3 separate regions of the Triticum aestivum genome follow, and regions 1 and 2 are each linked to region 3. A link is a contact called in public Hi-C data. All regions are on one chromosome and are shown on one strand. The core of a region is the stretch at or near the end of the contact, and the rest is flanking DNA. Distances in the headings are between cores, read along the strand shown. Region 1 has its middle 53 kb from the start of TRNAS-AGA. Region 2 holds the start of LOC100192166 (WRKY transcription factor WRKY71). Region 3 has its middle 140 kb from the start of LOC100192166.

The links. A called contact is a pair of places that touch in the nucleus more often than the background predicts.
Region 1: a Hi-C map of leaf shows a contact between it and region 3, with 5 times the contacts expected there. The contact joins two enhancer-like sites. A contact is called at or near these places in 2 of 5 Hi-C or Micro-C datasets (both in leaf).
Region 2: a contact with region 3 is called in a Hi-C map of leaf, with 2.3 times the contacts expected there. The contact joins the promoter of LOC100192166 here to the enhancer-like site in region 3. A contact is called at or near these places in 3 of 5 Hi-C or Micro-C datasets (leaf and an unstated tissue) and 1 of 1 datasets of contacts at active chromatin or transcription factors (leaf).

What each region holds. Positions count from the first base shown.
Region 1 is chr6D:125,785,849-125,790,385 of IWGSC CS RefSeq v2.1, reverse strand. No RefSeq gene overlaps it. Among protein-coding and RNA genes, the nearest start is that of TRNAS-AGA, 53 kb to the right of the region's middle. Within about 2 kb of position 2,120, at least 3 of the 8 cell types and tissues checked have an H3K27ac peak or open chromatin away from gene starts, as enhancers often do. A contact at or near this core is called in leaf, where this site is marked.
Region 2 is chr6D:125,884,658-125,889,422 of IWGSC CS RefSeq v2.1, reverse strand. LOC100192166 (WRKY transcription factor WRKY71) reads left to right here and starts at 1,901. Exons shown (of 2, transcript XM_044563060.1): 1 at 1,901-2,296; 2 at 2,404-3,698. The coding sequence starts at 2,132. The coding sequence ends at 3,285.
Region 3 is chr6D:126,028,658-126,033,562 of IWGSC CS RefSeq v2.1, reverse strand. No RefSeq gene overlaps it. Among protein-coding and RNA genes, the nearest start is that of LOC100192166, 140 kb to the right of the region's middle. Within about 2 kb of position 1,827, at least 7 of the 8 cell types and tissues checked have an H3K27ac peak or open chromatin away from gene starts, as enhancers often do. A contact at or near this core is called in leaf, where this site is marked.

The sequences.
Region 1 (4,537 bases), core at 871-3,370, 240 kb after region 3:
ACATACTTTCTAGCACTCTCTTGCATTTGGGCAAATCTCTGTCTCTTCCCCCCTTAGGGGTTCGAGATTGTCTTCACAAAAGTTGACCACTGAGGATATATACCATCAGCTAGGTAGTATCCCTTATTGTACTGGTGGCCGTTGGTCTCAAAGTTGACAGGTGGGTAGTGGCCTTCTGCAAGCCTTGCGAAGACTAGAGAACGCTGCAGCACGTTGATATCATTATGAGAACCTGCCATGCTGAAGAAAGAGTGCCATATCCAAAGATCTTGCGAAGCCACTGCTTCTAATATGACAGTGCACGCTTTAACATGCCTCTTGTACTGGCCCTGCCAAGCAAATGAACAGTTCTTCCACTCCCGGTGCATACAATCTATACTGCCAAGCATGCCTGGAAAGCCTCTAGCGGCGTTGATCGCCAACAACCTTTCTGTATCTGCGACATTTGGCTGCCTCAAGTACTCAGGGCCAAACACTGCCACCACGGCCTTGCAGAAGTTGTACAATGACAGCAGACATGTCGACTCACTCATGCGCACGTACTCATCCACCAGATCGCCTGGAATTCCATACGCAAGCATGCGGATGGCCGCGGTGCATTTCTGGTAAGAGGAGAATCCAAGCTTGCCAAGGACATCCGTCTTGCACTCGAAGTATGGCTCATGAGCAAACACTCCCTCTCGGATACGATTGAACAGATGCCTTGCCATACGAAAACGGCGACGGAATTTGTCCGGCTTGAAGAGCGGGGTATTCGCAAAGTAATCGGCATAGAGCAGGGCGTGGCCTCTCTCTCTCTCTCTCTCTCTCTCTCCGTGTTGCGGTTCAGGTTGGGAGCACGGCTGGGGACTGACCCACTGTACCGAGGAAGCTGCCGTTCAATGTGGTCGTGAACGACGAGTGCAGCCACCACAAGATCTTCGTCATCCGAGGACGAATCGTCCCATGAATAAATGAAGTGGTGGAAGAAAAATTCATCTCCACTGTCCATACCTTTGTGGGCAAAGTGTCAGACACCTTGCGGTCGTGGTGGCAAAGAGGCCGCGATGAACACCTCGATGAAGCAGGGGTGGTTGGCGGCCGGCTATTGGCCGCTCTAGAGCAGCCGACGGAAGCTGCCGTGGTCCATATCCGTCGCCGGGGGTCGTATCCCCTCTAGCACCGGCTACGACGGCGACGGCCAAATCTCCTACAACTGACGGCCAAAACTCCTAAGAAAGCGCGGGCGTGGTGGCGGCCATGTCGAGACGTGGTTTGGTATGGATGGCCGGGGGGGTGAGCAGTGAGGAGGCGGCCGGAGAATAGTGGCGGCGGAGTGGGGCGGGGGAGAGCGGGTGGAGGCGTTGGAGGCGAATGAAGTGCTAGTGTCCCCGATAGGCGGGCCACGGGGAAGACAAGGGCGTGCGTCCAGCCCATCCGTGCGATGTCCGTTTCACTCCAAACGCGGCGCAAGTTTGGGCTGGGAATGGGTCGAAAACAGACAAAATCCGAACATCTATCCGTTTAAGACCGCGTGTTGGGCCGCTTTATTCGTCCGTTCTACCGCAAACGGAGTTGGCCTTATTTCAACACAACATCGTCTCCACCATCTGATCGATATCGCTAGGCAAACAAAATAGAAGAAGAGAAAACAGAACAGATGAATGGATCTCCGCTCCTCTTGCCACTCACGAGGAAGGGGAGTGGACCAAGAGTGCACGGGGGAGAAACTTAGCTGCGGCAGCTAGGGTTGAGAGAGGGTGCTTGATACGGCGGTTACTTTTGGGAACCAAGCATGTGCCAAATTGATGTTAAAAAGGTAGACGCAGAACCGTGCTAAATACAAAATCCAGTCGCCGTTGACTCCCACGTGTTGCTCAACTCCGAAGACGATGAGGTAAAAAAAACGAAGAGGAAATGATCAGTACGACACGAGCAGGCAGATGTCTTAAATACAGACGTACAGTCCAGAACGCTGCCGGGCCGTCGTTGGGATCCACTTGCTCTCGGACGATAGCAGGTCTCGCGGGAAGGCTCTGCGCTGCAGTCGTCGCCGGTCGCAGTCTGTGTACGACTGACCGACCGCGACGTGCCATGGCATTGGCAGGGTGAACTCCCGCAGACTCACTTTGAATGCGATTCCACAGGGTACGCGTATATCCACCTGGGCTCTGGACTCAGGTAGCTGCATACATACGCGCACTTTGGCACGGCTCTGAACCTCTTTTCTTCCTTTCAAAATCCTATACAATTCGTTGATGCTTTGAAATCAAGGCCGCCGTCTAGTAGGCGTTTAGTGCTCTTCTTTTTGTGTCACCAAAGGCGATCCCGTGGTCGTGCACGGCACTTTGCACGTACGGGGTGCGATAAGTCAGGCGCACGACCGCGACTGCGAGTTTAATTGTGTGGATAAGTCGCCGAGTAATCGCCGTGCCCTTGTTTTATTTGTTGACTGAAAGCCAAATTGGTAGTATTATCTTTTCCAGACCAACATGTGTTAGTTCTTCTTTTCCTGGGTAAGATGGTCCATTTTTCAGGTGGGGTGATCCCTAATTTCGTATGTGCTTTTTTAGGGGTTTGTGTGTGCATTTAGGCCTTCTTTAGATTTAGATCATATGATAGGAATAAAAACAATCATACAAAGGGCCTGTTTGGTTCATGACTAATTTTGCCATAACTAAGCTTAGGTAAGTGTGGCTAACAAAATGATCACCACAAGAGTGGCAAGATTTGACAAAAAATTGAGCCTATAACATATGGACCATATAACTAGAAAAGTGTGGCAAGCAACAAATGTGCCAATGAAGCAAACACATGCCTAAGGTGTTGTGTCATGACTAAGGTTAGACATGACAACCTTAGGTTGGGAACCAAACAAGCCTGAACTGAGATGTCTTAATCCTATAAAATTGCCCCACGTTTCAAAAAAAAAATCCTATAAAAAATATGGATGTCACTTGGATAACAATTAATTTCGTTGAGTCTAGTCTAATGTTCCTTTTACTTGAAATGTGAAGGATTGGTTCCTAACATAAATAGGAATAAAAGTCCATTCCTACAAACCAATAGACTTAAAAATTTGCTATAAAAAATTCTATCCTTTGAAATTTCTACAAAATTCCTCTCAAGCAAAGAAGTTTCAGGCTCATGTACAAAGAGACTTGGGGCTTGCTGGATCTATATTGGGCTCTTTAAAGAAAGCCAGAAGAGTCAGGCCGCACTGTCTATAACTGCAAGCTTGCCAGGCCACACTCAACCCTCAAAAGACTATCAACCGTTGAAGACCTCCTGTTTGGGGCGGTGCTATGTCTTGCTTACAGTAAGACCTAGCGTGCTCGCGTGCCAGATGCATCCTTAAATGAGCCAGCCCAGTCACGCGGGAGGCCACGGTCAATTTTTTGTTTTATTTTCATGTTTTTTGTTTTTTTACTGTTTTACTTTTTTATTTCAAATATTCTAAATAATATAATATAAAAACTTACATAAACTATTATAAATAAACATTAACCAAGCATTTGGAAAATTTTAATGTTTATGAAGAAAATGTTTCTCATCAAGCATTTGGAAAATGCAGAATGTCTATAGAAAAAATGTTGATCATGTATTAAAAGAATGGTAAACTTGTATTTAAAAAATGTGAATCAAGCAGTTGAAAATTTTAAAGACGTGTATCAAATATGTTGACTATGTATTAAAAAAATGTTAATTTTGTACTTTGAAAAATGTTTAAATTGTGTATGGAAATAATGTTGACCATGCATTAAAAAAATGTTAACCAGCCATTTGAAAAATGTTAATTGTTTATAAATAAAAGGTTTCTCATGTATACAAAAAATATACAATGTTTGTGTGAAAAAACACTGTACATAAAACATCTAACATTTGTAAAATGTTTAATGTGTATAGAAAAAAATTGTTTGTCATGTATACAAAAAAATAATGGGTACGGAAAAATTGATCACGTATTCAAATTTTTTGATCAAGCATTTTAAAGAAAATTAATCAATTATTTCAAAAAGTAAATGTGTATATAAAATGTTTCCAGAGTATAAAAAATGTAGAACGTGTTTTAAAAATTTGAACATAAATAATAAATTTTATAAAATATTGATCGCGTATGAGAAAAAAATGTTACGCGTGTATAATTTTTTTCCTGATATATAAACCAAAACGTAAAATGTGTATGAAAAAAGTAGTAAGAAAACACAAATATTTGACAAAAATGTTAATCATCTATTTAAAAAATCTTAAATGTGTGCCAAAAAATGATCCTCCTATATATTAAAAATGTGGAACGTCTCTTTGAAATTTGAACTGAAAATAAAAAACAATTAAAAATGTTGATAGTGTCGAAAAAATATTAATTATATATTTCAAGAAATGAAATATGTATTAGTTCGTTTCCTGATATATACTGAAAATGTACAATGGGTATGAAAGAAAATTAATCATCAAACATATTTATTAAAACGTGTTAGCATGTATTTCAAAATGGTAAATATGCATAATAGAAATGTTCCATATATATACGTACTAGCAGTGTGCCCGCGCGTTGCAA
Region 2 (4,765 bases), core at 652-3,151, 140 kb after region 3:
TTGCATCGCTAGAACGGGGGCTAGGCGGGGAGAACTCCATTCCATCTTCAGGAAGCCGCCGTCGCCTCGTCTGTCTTCCTGAACAAGAAACAAGCCTTCAACGGACACAAAAAGACGTGTAAAAGCAAAGGAGTCCTGCCGTCCGCATGGACCGAGATCGACCATGCCTTCATGGCCTAATGCCATAGGAGACGAGGCAGACCTGTCACGATGCCGGCAGGAAGCAAGAAACCCTAGTCCCCCTTGACCTCGTGAGAGATACAGGCGAACGGGTACTGGGATACACTCATACACAGGTATGCTCTATTTTATTTTTAGTTTTTGCGGTCATGCTCTAATTGACTCTAGCCAAATAACATTAGCGGTACTACTAGTAAGTGCTCCCTTCATAAAGAAATATAAAAGCGTTTAGATTATTGGAGTAGTGATCTAAATGTTCTTATATTTCTTTACAAAGGAAGTAGTAAAACTTGACCATCGGGTGGCAGAGAACGAGCCAGTTCATTCTGGGTAACAACGAGGTCTAGGTCCTACGTGTAACCATTCTTCCTCTCTTCTTATCAACACCGAAGTCTCTGCAGTAACGTGCCAACGGTTCATTACCCGTTTCTGTCCTGAATTTCCCTCGATTCCCTCCATTCTTGCAATACCAAGTCTCCGTAACTACCATGGGATGCTACCAGTAGTCCAGTACCCAGCCGCCAGGGCCATCTCGGACCCGGGCTCCCCGAGGCAACTACGTCCGGGCACGTACCGTAGGGCAAGCAGACGTAGATCAGACCAATGATAGTACGTGAACATCCGGAAATTCCTTCCTAAAAACTGCTATTAGAAGCGAAGCCAACGTCGACGTCGGTCAAGAAAAGGGGCACAGCCAATAGATTACTCCGCATCATCCGTCGTAAACAAGGTTTGATCTGGGCGTGACATTGACTCGTGTGGTTAGCTCACCGGTCTTCTTCCCGAAAGGCAGGCATGTTGGGTCAGATTTTGGGCTCGCCTGGGTTGATCTGATTAGAGCACGCCAGCTAGTAGGATAAATCGTATAGTAAAATTAATTAACCAACCAGCCTGGCTTAGCCGGCCAAGCCCAAACTTGCACTAATAATAAGATGCTACTTCCACGTAGGAGCACACCTCCAACAAGAAGGAAGAATCGGGGAAGTGTTTCCCTCGAATATGACGGGAAAGAATCGTTTCCAGTCTACTCGAGCTCAACTAAGTAGAAAACAAATGGTTAGCCCGCCAAAGTTTTCCTAACAAAGCAAAGTTTTCCTAGCAAGGCACCAAAAGAAAAGGCTAGAGTCAACAAGTCCTTCCTGTCCCCCTCTTTCCAGTCCCTCCTCGCTCCCATTTTCCGCAGGGGGCAAAGCCTAATCGCAATCAACTGGAGTAATAACCATCGAATGAGATTTTTTTTTTAAATAATCATCTTTTGCGAGTGAGCGTACCAAAAGCAAAGCAAAGGGGAAACCTATTTTTCCTTTCCCCCCGTGCATCTCGCGAGCATGTGTGGTGTACTTCTTGACCCGATCACCACCACCACGAAACACTCCCCGAACCGAAGACAGAGGCAGCCGACATCCACCGCGCCCCGTCCCCCACCCACCCGTTGGAAAGATCCCCGGGCAGATTGCCATGCCATGCCGCTAGTAGCACCAACACCCAACAGAAAACGTCGCTGTGAGGTCAGTCGTCACCGCCGATCCCTTCGGCCCCCTCGCGCGCGCGTGCACGCACCCTCCGGTCTCCTTCCGGTGCCTCCACCCCGTCCGCATGCTCGAATTCCATGACCCCCATCCCCGTTTCTTTATTCCGCTTCCTTTTCCTCCGAGCCCTGCGTGGCCAAGAAGAGGACAAGCGTGTGAGTTGTGATGTGACGCGAGCCGCTTCGTCCCCTCCCCCTCCCGCTCCCTCCCTCCTGCGACCCGACCTTCCTAGCCAGCGACTTCGCTAGACCACTAGTCCCGTCTCCCGTGCTTGGCTGGCTATATAACACGACTGCTCCACGCCATTCTCCTCTCACTCGGAACTCGGAAATAGTTCTCCATCTCAACCTTCTCTTCTCCCTTCTCTTCTCTCCCGCGCGTTACCTCGAACCGGAAGCGAACTCTACATCCATCCTCGACCGATGGATCCATGGGTCAGCAGCCAGCCTTCCCTTAGCCTCGACCTGCACGTCGGCCTCCCGCCGATGGGGCACCCGCACCACCACCAGGCGGCGCCCATGGTCGCGCTGGCCAAGCCCAAGGTCCTCGTCGAGGAGAACTTCATGCAGCTCAAGAAGGACCCTGAGGTAGGCACACAAGTCCATACAGAGACGCGTCAAGAACAACGTGATTTTGATTCTGCTTGCCTGGGTGTATGTGAGCTGCAACTGAATATCTGTGTCTCCTTGTATAGGTTGCGGTTCTTGAGTCTGAGCTACAGCGGGTGAGCGAGGAGAACCGGCGGCTGGGCGAGATGCTCAGGGAGGTGGCCTCCAAGTACGAGGCCCTGCAGGGCCAGTTCACCGACATGGTCACGGCCGGCGCCCACGCCGGCGGCAACAACAACAACTACAACAACCAGCCGTCCTCCGCGTCGGAGGGCGGGTCGGTGTCGCCGTCGAGGAAGCGCAAGAGCGAGGAGAGCCTCGGCACGCCGCCGCCCTCGCACCAGCAGCACTACGCCGCCGGCCTCGCGTACGCGGCGGCGCCGGACCAGGCGGAGTGCACGTCCGGCGAGCCGTGCAAGCGCATCCGGGAGGAGTGCAAGCCCGTCGTCTCCAAGCGCTACGTCCACGCGGACCCCGCCGACCTCAGCCTGGTGGTCAAGGACGGGTACCAATGGCGCAAGTACGGGCAGAAGGTGACCAAGGACAACCCCTGCCCCAGAGCCTACTTCCGGTGCTCCTTCGCCCCCGGCTGCCCCGTCAAGAAGAAGGTGCAGAGGAGCGCCGAGGACAAGACCATACTCGTGGCGACGTACGAGGGCGAGCACAACCACTCCCAGCCCCCGCCGTCGCAGCCGCAGCAGCAGAACGACGGCTCCGGCGCGGGCAAGAACTCCGGGAAGCCGCCCCAGGCGCCGACCACGCCTCACCACCCGCAGCAGCACAAGCAGGAAGCGGCAGCGGCCGCCGTCAGCGGCGAGTCGGCCGCGGCGGCGTCCGAGCTTATCCGGCGCAACCTGGCGGAGCAGATGGCCATGACGCTGACGAGGGACCCCAGCTTCAAGGCGGCGCTCGTCTCCGCGCTCTCCGGCCGGATCCTCGAGCTATCGCCGACCAGGGACATCAATTAATCCCCACATCAGAAGACACTGCGCGGCTCAAATTTTCTTGCGGTGGTCGATTACTTCGTTCGGCATTGCTGCCTTCCTCTGCCGCCTCCGTCAAAACCTCAAAGAAAAACCAGCGAGGACCGGACTGCCTGACCGACGACGGAGACGCGATCGGTTCCGGCGAGCCAGGAACGGAGCCACCGCCGCTGCTGCTCGTGTAAATACATCGCCAACACGAGGACGGCGTGGGAGGTCGTAACATGTAATGTACTCTAGTAGCTAGGATAATGCAGTCAGTCATTCAGGAACACGCGAAAGTGTGCAATCCTTTTTTCTTTTCCTTATTACTAGGCGAAATGTTCGTTCCATAATTTCCATGGAACTCGATTCGATTCAATGAGAAAAATCAAAGTCACCGCACATTCTCAGTTCAATCGCTGAAATTTTGTCAATACTCACAGTACCCATGTGCTGCTGCAGCGAGAAATCTCGCGAAGTCGCGAGCTGCGAAGAGAGGAAAATGAGTTTGGCGAGCTTATCCAGAATGGGTCCACGTAGGCAGTGGCTGTAGTAGACTCTACTGGACCCAGCTCGCCGCCAGAATACGCTGGGAAGAGGCCGGAGAATACGCGGACGACCCGGGGCGGGGCCCACACAGGTCGGCCGTGTCCCACGTGCGACGGAGTAGGAGTTGCTACGGTCGCCGCGGGAGTCAGGGAAGCTGGGTGGAAACGGGAGCCCGGACGGCGGCCGGGTGGGCCCGTGGATGGCTGGCTGGGATGGAGTGATTTGTCAAAACACGTGCGGTCGGCGGCCCGCTTCGACGACGCTGCGGGAGGATCGTTGCAACCACGCACCTCTCATTCTCTTTATTTTTCTTCGATTTTTTTGGAAGATTTTTTTTCGACTTTGAAACACACTTCCTTTTGCAAGTATAAAATCTTCAAGGATACCGGGCTCCAGATCTGGCTGAGATACCGTTTTAGGCTGGCCATAGTGGGGATAACATAAATAGTATCATGTACTTTGGACTCGCGAACATGCTTATGTGGCAGGCAATTAAAAAAGAGGAAGATGGTTATAGTAACATACGTAGATACCGTAACATAAAAAATGTGGTGCTACTATGTGTCATGCATGACAATAAATGAGACCACCTATGATACTAATCTATGATATTATGCATTATAGAGGTAGTAACATAGACTAGTAACATATGCATGTTACTACTCTAAGTTACTTCCCACTATGACCAGCCTTAATCCTCGGACTAGTAACAAATAGTAATTAAATATATCTTAAAACAAAGTCTATAATGATCGAATAAAACTATCAAGAAATAAATTCTGTAATTTTAAAATATTCTGTGGTTAAGCATATCAAGCTAACTTAATATTTAATAAGTTATATATATATAAGTAAAACTTCAAATTTTGAACTAGCTAATGTCAACAATACTTTGTCTACCCACTTCTCTTTCAGGAATATATTTATGCATTTG
Region 3 (4,905 bases), core at 578-3,077:
CATCCATCCATGGACTGGGGGAAGGGACCAGTCCGCGGACATGGATGCGGGAGGACGCCATCCAACCATAGCCGCATACATTTTCACAACAACTCAAACTAACCTGGCGAAATTTGATCAAACCGGGCAAATTTTGATATAAACACGACGGATTTCATTGAAATTAGGATAATTTGTACATAAAACCAGATGATATTTCGGGCGGTCAACTAAAACCCCTAAAATAAAACCCTAAACTATCATATACTTGACGGTGACCACGTAGGCCATGCTGCCGAGCTGGCAGGCGACTCCTCCTCTGATATCGGCGCCCGATCCGGTGTCATCGTCGTGCTTGGGGCGGCGGAAGGTGGCGGCGTCTCGGCAGGGCTTCCCGGCGGCCGCCTGACGCTCGCGGATGATGCTCTCCGCTTCCTGCTACGCCGTGCGCAGTGCGGCCGTGGCCACAGAGGACGTGGGCTGGGGGAGAGGACGGTGGTCGTTGGAGAAGGCTTCGTTGGCGGCGTCGATATCGGCGATGGACCATTCCTCGCCGTAACTGGCCATCTCCCCGTCGAGACGGCGGAAACGGTGCTTGGCCGTCTCCGACATCGTCACCGAGCGGTCCAGGGCCCAGACGTACGTCAGGTCTGGGTCCGCCGCGATGTGTGGCAGGGAATGTTCGAGTCCGCGAACTTGGACCGGCGCGTGGCGTTGCGGTGGGGCCGGTCAGCCGCTTTAATGCAGCGTAGCGGCCAGAGTTGGTTCCTTAGAAACCTGCGTCTGCATTGAAGCGGCGACTGCCGAGAGGACGCGTTAGTCAACGCCGCCCTCCATCCCTCCTCTGTCATATCACGACGTCAATATCGGCCTCCGCGTGCTCTGGGCCGGCATGAATACGGCGTGGAAAGTGATGTGTGCATCCGAAGGTATGCGCGGGGGAGGGGAATGTATCTGGTGCACCTGCACTTGTGGTGCTACCGGTGCACCGGATGCCATAGAATATTTTAAAAAAATTGAAAAAAATTCTAGATGTTAACACAACATCAATGTAACATGTTACAAAATTTCTTATAAAAATTTAAAATATTTTTTGAGATACAAAAACGATAAATTTGACATCAGTGTGAGAACGGGCCAAATCTGAAGCCCAAGTTATGTTATGTACTATTCATTGTTGAATTTATCATTTTTGTATTCCGAGTTATGTTTCAAATTTTAACTTAAAATTTGTGACAACCTACATTGATGTTGTGTGAGTGTGCTAATTTTTTCAACATTTTTTGAACATTTTAAAATGACAATTTGAGTTCGGTGCACCGGTAGCACCACAAGCTCTGGTGCACCCGATATTTTCCACGGGGAAGGAGGGGGGCGATGATGGATTATTGATGGGTCATGGCAGTGAGAAGCGTGCGTGGGACTGGTCCAAACTCCCGCAAACCTCGCCACATTTGTCTTTGATTTACGGGAGAAATCGCGTCCGGACCGTTTCGCGGACTAATACAGGACTGCGTTTGATAGCTTCCATGGTCCAGACAGCACGGTCCAAACAGTCGAGAAAGGTCTGCGGTTCCAAGCCTTGAAGATACCCTAAGATTGTCTTTTGCCCATCGACTGGTCACCTTTTAAGTGTGCGGCTATGTTTCTGGCTGTGATATGGAGAGCCTACTATTTTTATTGTGAACCGTGCACGTCACGGGCGACGTCGAGGCGAGTAGCCTCTGGATGTAGCCTACCGCGGCTCGTGGACTTCTCGATTCTGCCGACAGCCGAGATGCGGATGCACGAGGTCGTGGCGGTGCCCCCCTCGGAAGAAGCCGGTACATGCACGCGACCGACCGCCCGAGTGATCGGGTCCGTGATGCGACTCCGACGGACAGTAGCTGGCGGGCCCACACGCGCTGGGTACAGTTCACCGAACCGGGAAGCGTTTCTGACCATTTCTTTTGAGCTTTGCCAGCCCGACCTAGTGAGTCACGACCTCGCAAAGGCTGGTGATCGGACTGAAGTGAGTCGCGACGTGTACAACTACGACGCGGACGCAAATCTTATCCTTTTTTATTCGTTCGAATCGGCCGAGCAGACAAACATGTCTGCTTTTTTTTAGTCGGTTGATGTGTGAAACGATGGCCTCCCTCTCTCCTTCTTGGTGTTATGATAAATCTTATTTTTGTTATTTGCTCAGTATCCCTGAAATAATGTTATTTGCTTAGTCAATACATACATATATTGATACATGCTACTAATAATTATTGGTGTTATGATATTGGTACATCGTCAATTGTACCATTTACAATGTTCAGATATATTTTGAGTTTGGTACATGCTAAATGTTAACAATCTATTAACCCGTAAGTGATAACTGATAAACATTGATGTGTAGATTCATCCATCTATTGTAACTATGCAAACATGCATGACTAGGATTTTTTTTGAAATTTCCAAAAAAAAAAGTCAACACTGGACATTTTTTATTCCTGAAAGCGCAAAACAAATCCTAAAAGAAAAGTTACTTTTGTATTTAAAATTGCGGCAATTGACATCTCTTTTATATTATTAAAGCATTGACTATGAGTCAGACTCTCTTTCCTGGTGTTATGATAATCTTATTTTCGTTATTTTCTCTGTACCCCTAAAAAATGTCATTTGCTTAGTCCATACATACATATATTGATACATGCTACTAATAATTATTGGTGTTATGATATTAATATATGCGTCAATTATACTATTTACAATGTTCAGATATATTTTGAGTTTGGTACATGCTAAATGTTAACAATCTATTAACCTGTAAGTGATAACTGATAAACATTGATGTGTAGATTCATCCATCTATTGTAACTATGCAAACATGCATGACTAGCTTTTTTTTTGAAATTTCCAAAAAAAAAGTCAACACTGGACATTTTTTATTCCTGAAAGCGCAAAACAAATCCTAAAAGAAAGTTACTTTTGTATTTAAAATTGCGGCAATTGACATCTCTTTTATATTATTAAAGCATTGACTATGAGTCAGACTCTCTTTCTTGGTGTTATGATAAATCTTATTTTCGTTATTTTCTCAGTACCCCTAAAAATGTTATTTGCTTAGTCAATACATACATATATTGATATATGCTACTAATAATTATTGGTGTTATGATATTAATATATGCGTCAATTATACTATTTACAACGTTCAGATATATTTTGAGTTGGTACATAATCCAATTAAAAATTAAAATCATGATGACAAGTTTCATGGATATCATTACTCTTTATAGCATACATGTCATCATAATAATCATCATAAATAGTAACTTTGTTCTCATAATCAATTGAAATCTCTTTCGAAATAGTGGATTCGTCACTAAATAAAGTCATGACCTCTCCAAATCCACTTTCATAATTCTTACAATAAGATTCAACATCCTCCGAAATAGTGGGATCATTACTTCCTAAAGTTGACATTCTTCCAAACCCACTTTCATCAATATAATCATCATAAATAGGAGGCATGCTTTCATCATAATATATTTTCTCATCAAAACATGGGGGGACTAAAAAGATCATATTCATCAAACATAGCATCCTCAAGCTTATGGCTTTGCATATAACGAGCATCATGGATATTCAAAGAATTCATACTAGCAACATTGCAATCATGCTCTTCATTCAAATATTTTATGCGAAACATTTTATTGACTTCTTCTTCTAGCACTTGAGCACAATTTTACTTTCCATCGTTTTTATGAAAGACATTATAAAGATGAAGCATATGAGGCAACCTCAATTCCATTTTTTTTTGTAGTTTTCTTTTATAAACTAAACTAGTGATAAAACAAGAAACTAAGAGATTCGATTGCAAGATCTAAAGATATACCTTCAAGCACTCACCTCCCCGGCAACGGCGCCAGAAAAGAGCATCGTTGACGGGATGTGAGTGTTGCTTACCTAACCTCCCCGGCAACGGCGCCAGAAAAGAGCTTGATGTCTACTACGCAACCTTCTTCTTGTAGACTCGTGTTGGGCCTCCAAGCGCAGAGTTTTGTAGGATAGTAGCAAATTTCCCTCAAGTGGATGCGTAAGATTTATCAATCTATGGGAGGCATAGGATGAAGATGGTCTCTCTCAAACAACCCTGCAACTGAATAACAAAGAGTCTCTTGTGTATCCAACACACCCAATACAATGGTAAATTGTATAGGTGCACTAGTTCGGCGAAGAGATGGTGATACAAGTGTAATATGGATGGTAGATATAAGTTTTTGTAATCTGAAAGTATAAAAACAGCAAGATAACTAGTAATAAAAGTGAGCAAAAACGACATTGTAATGCTTGAAAACAAGGCCTAGGGTTCATAGTTTCACTAGTGCAATTTCTCTCAACAATCATAACATAATTGGATCACATAACAATCCCTCAACATGCAAAAAAGAATCACCCCAAAATTTCTATCGAAGAACGTAGGACGAAAACGTGCATCAACCCCTATGCATAGATTACCCCAATGTCACCCCGGGAATCCACGAGTTGAGTGCCAAAACATACATCAAGTGAATCAATAGAACATCCCATTGTCACCACAGATATCCCATCACAAGACATATATCAAGTGTTCTCAAATCCAATACTCAATCCAACATAACGAAACCTCAAAGAGCAAGACTCAATTCATCACAAGAAGGTAGAGAGGGAAGACACACCATATGATCCAACTATAATAACAAAACTCGCGGTACATCAAGATCGTGCCAAATCAAGAACATGAGTGAGTGTGTGTGAGAGAGAGAGAGATCAAACACATAGCTACTGGTACATACCCTCAGCCCCGAGGGTGAACTACTCCCTCCTCGTCATGGAGACTGCCGGGATGATGAAGATGGCCACCGGTGATGGTTTCCTCCTACGGCAGGGTGCCGGAATAGGCTTCCGATTGAT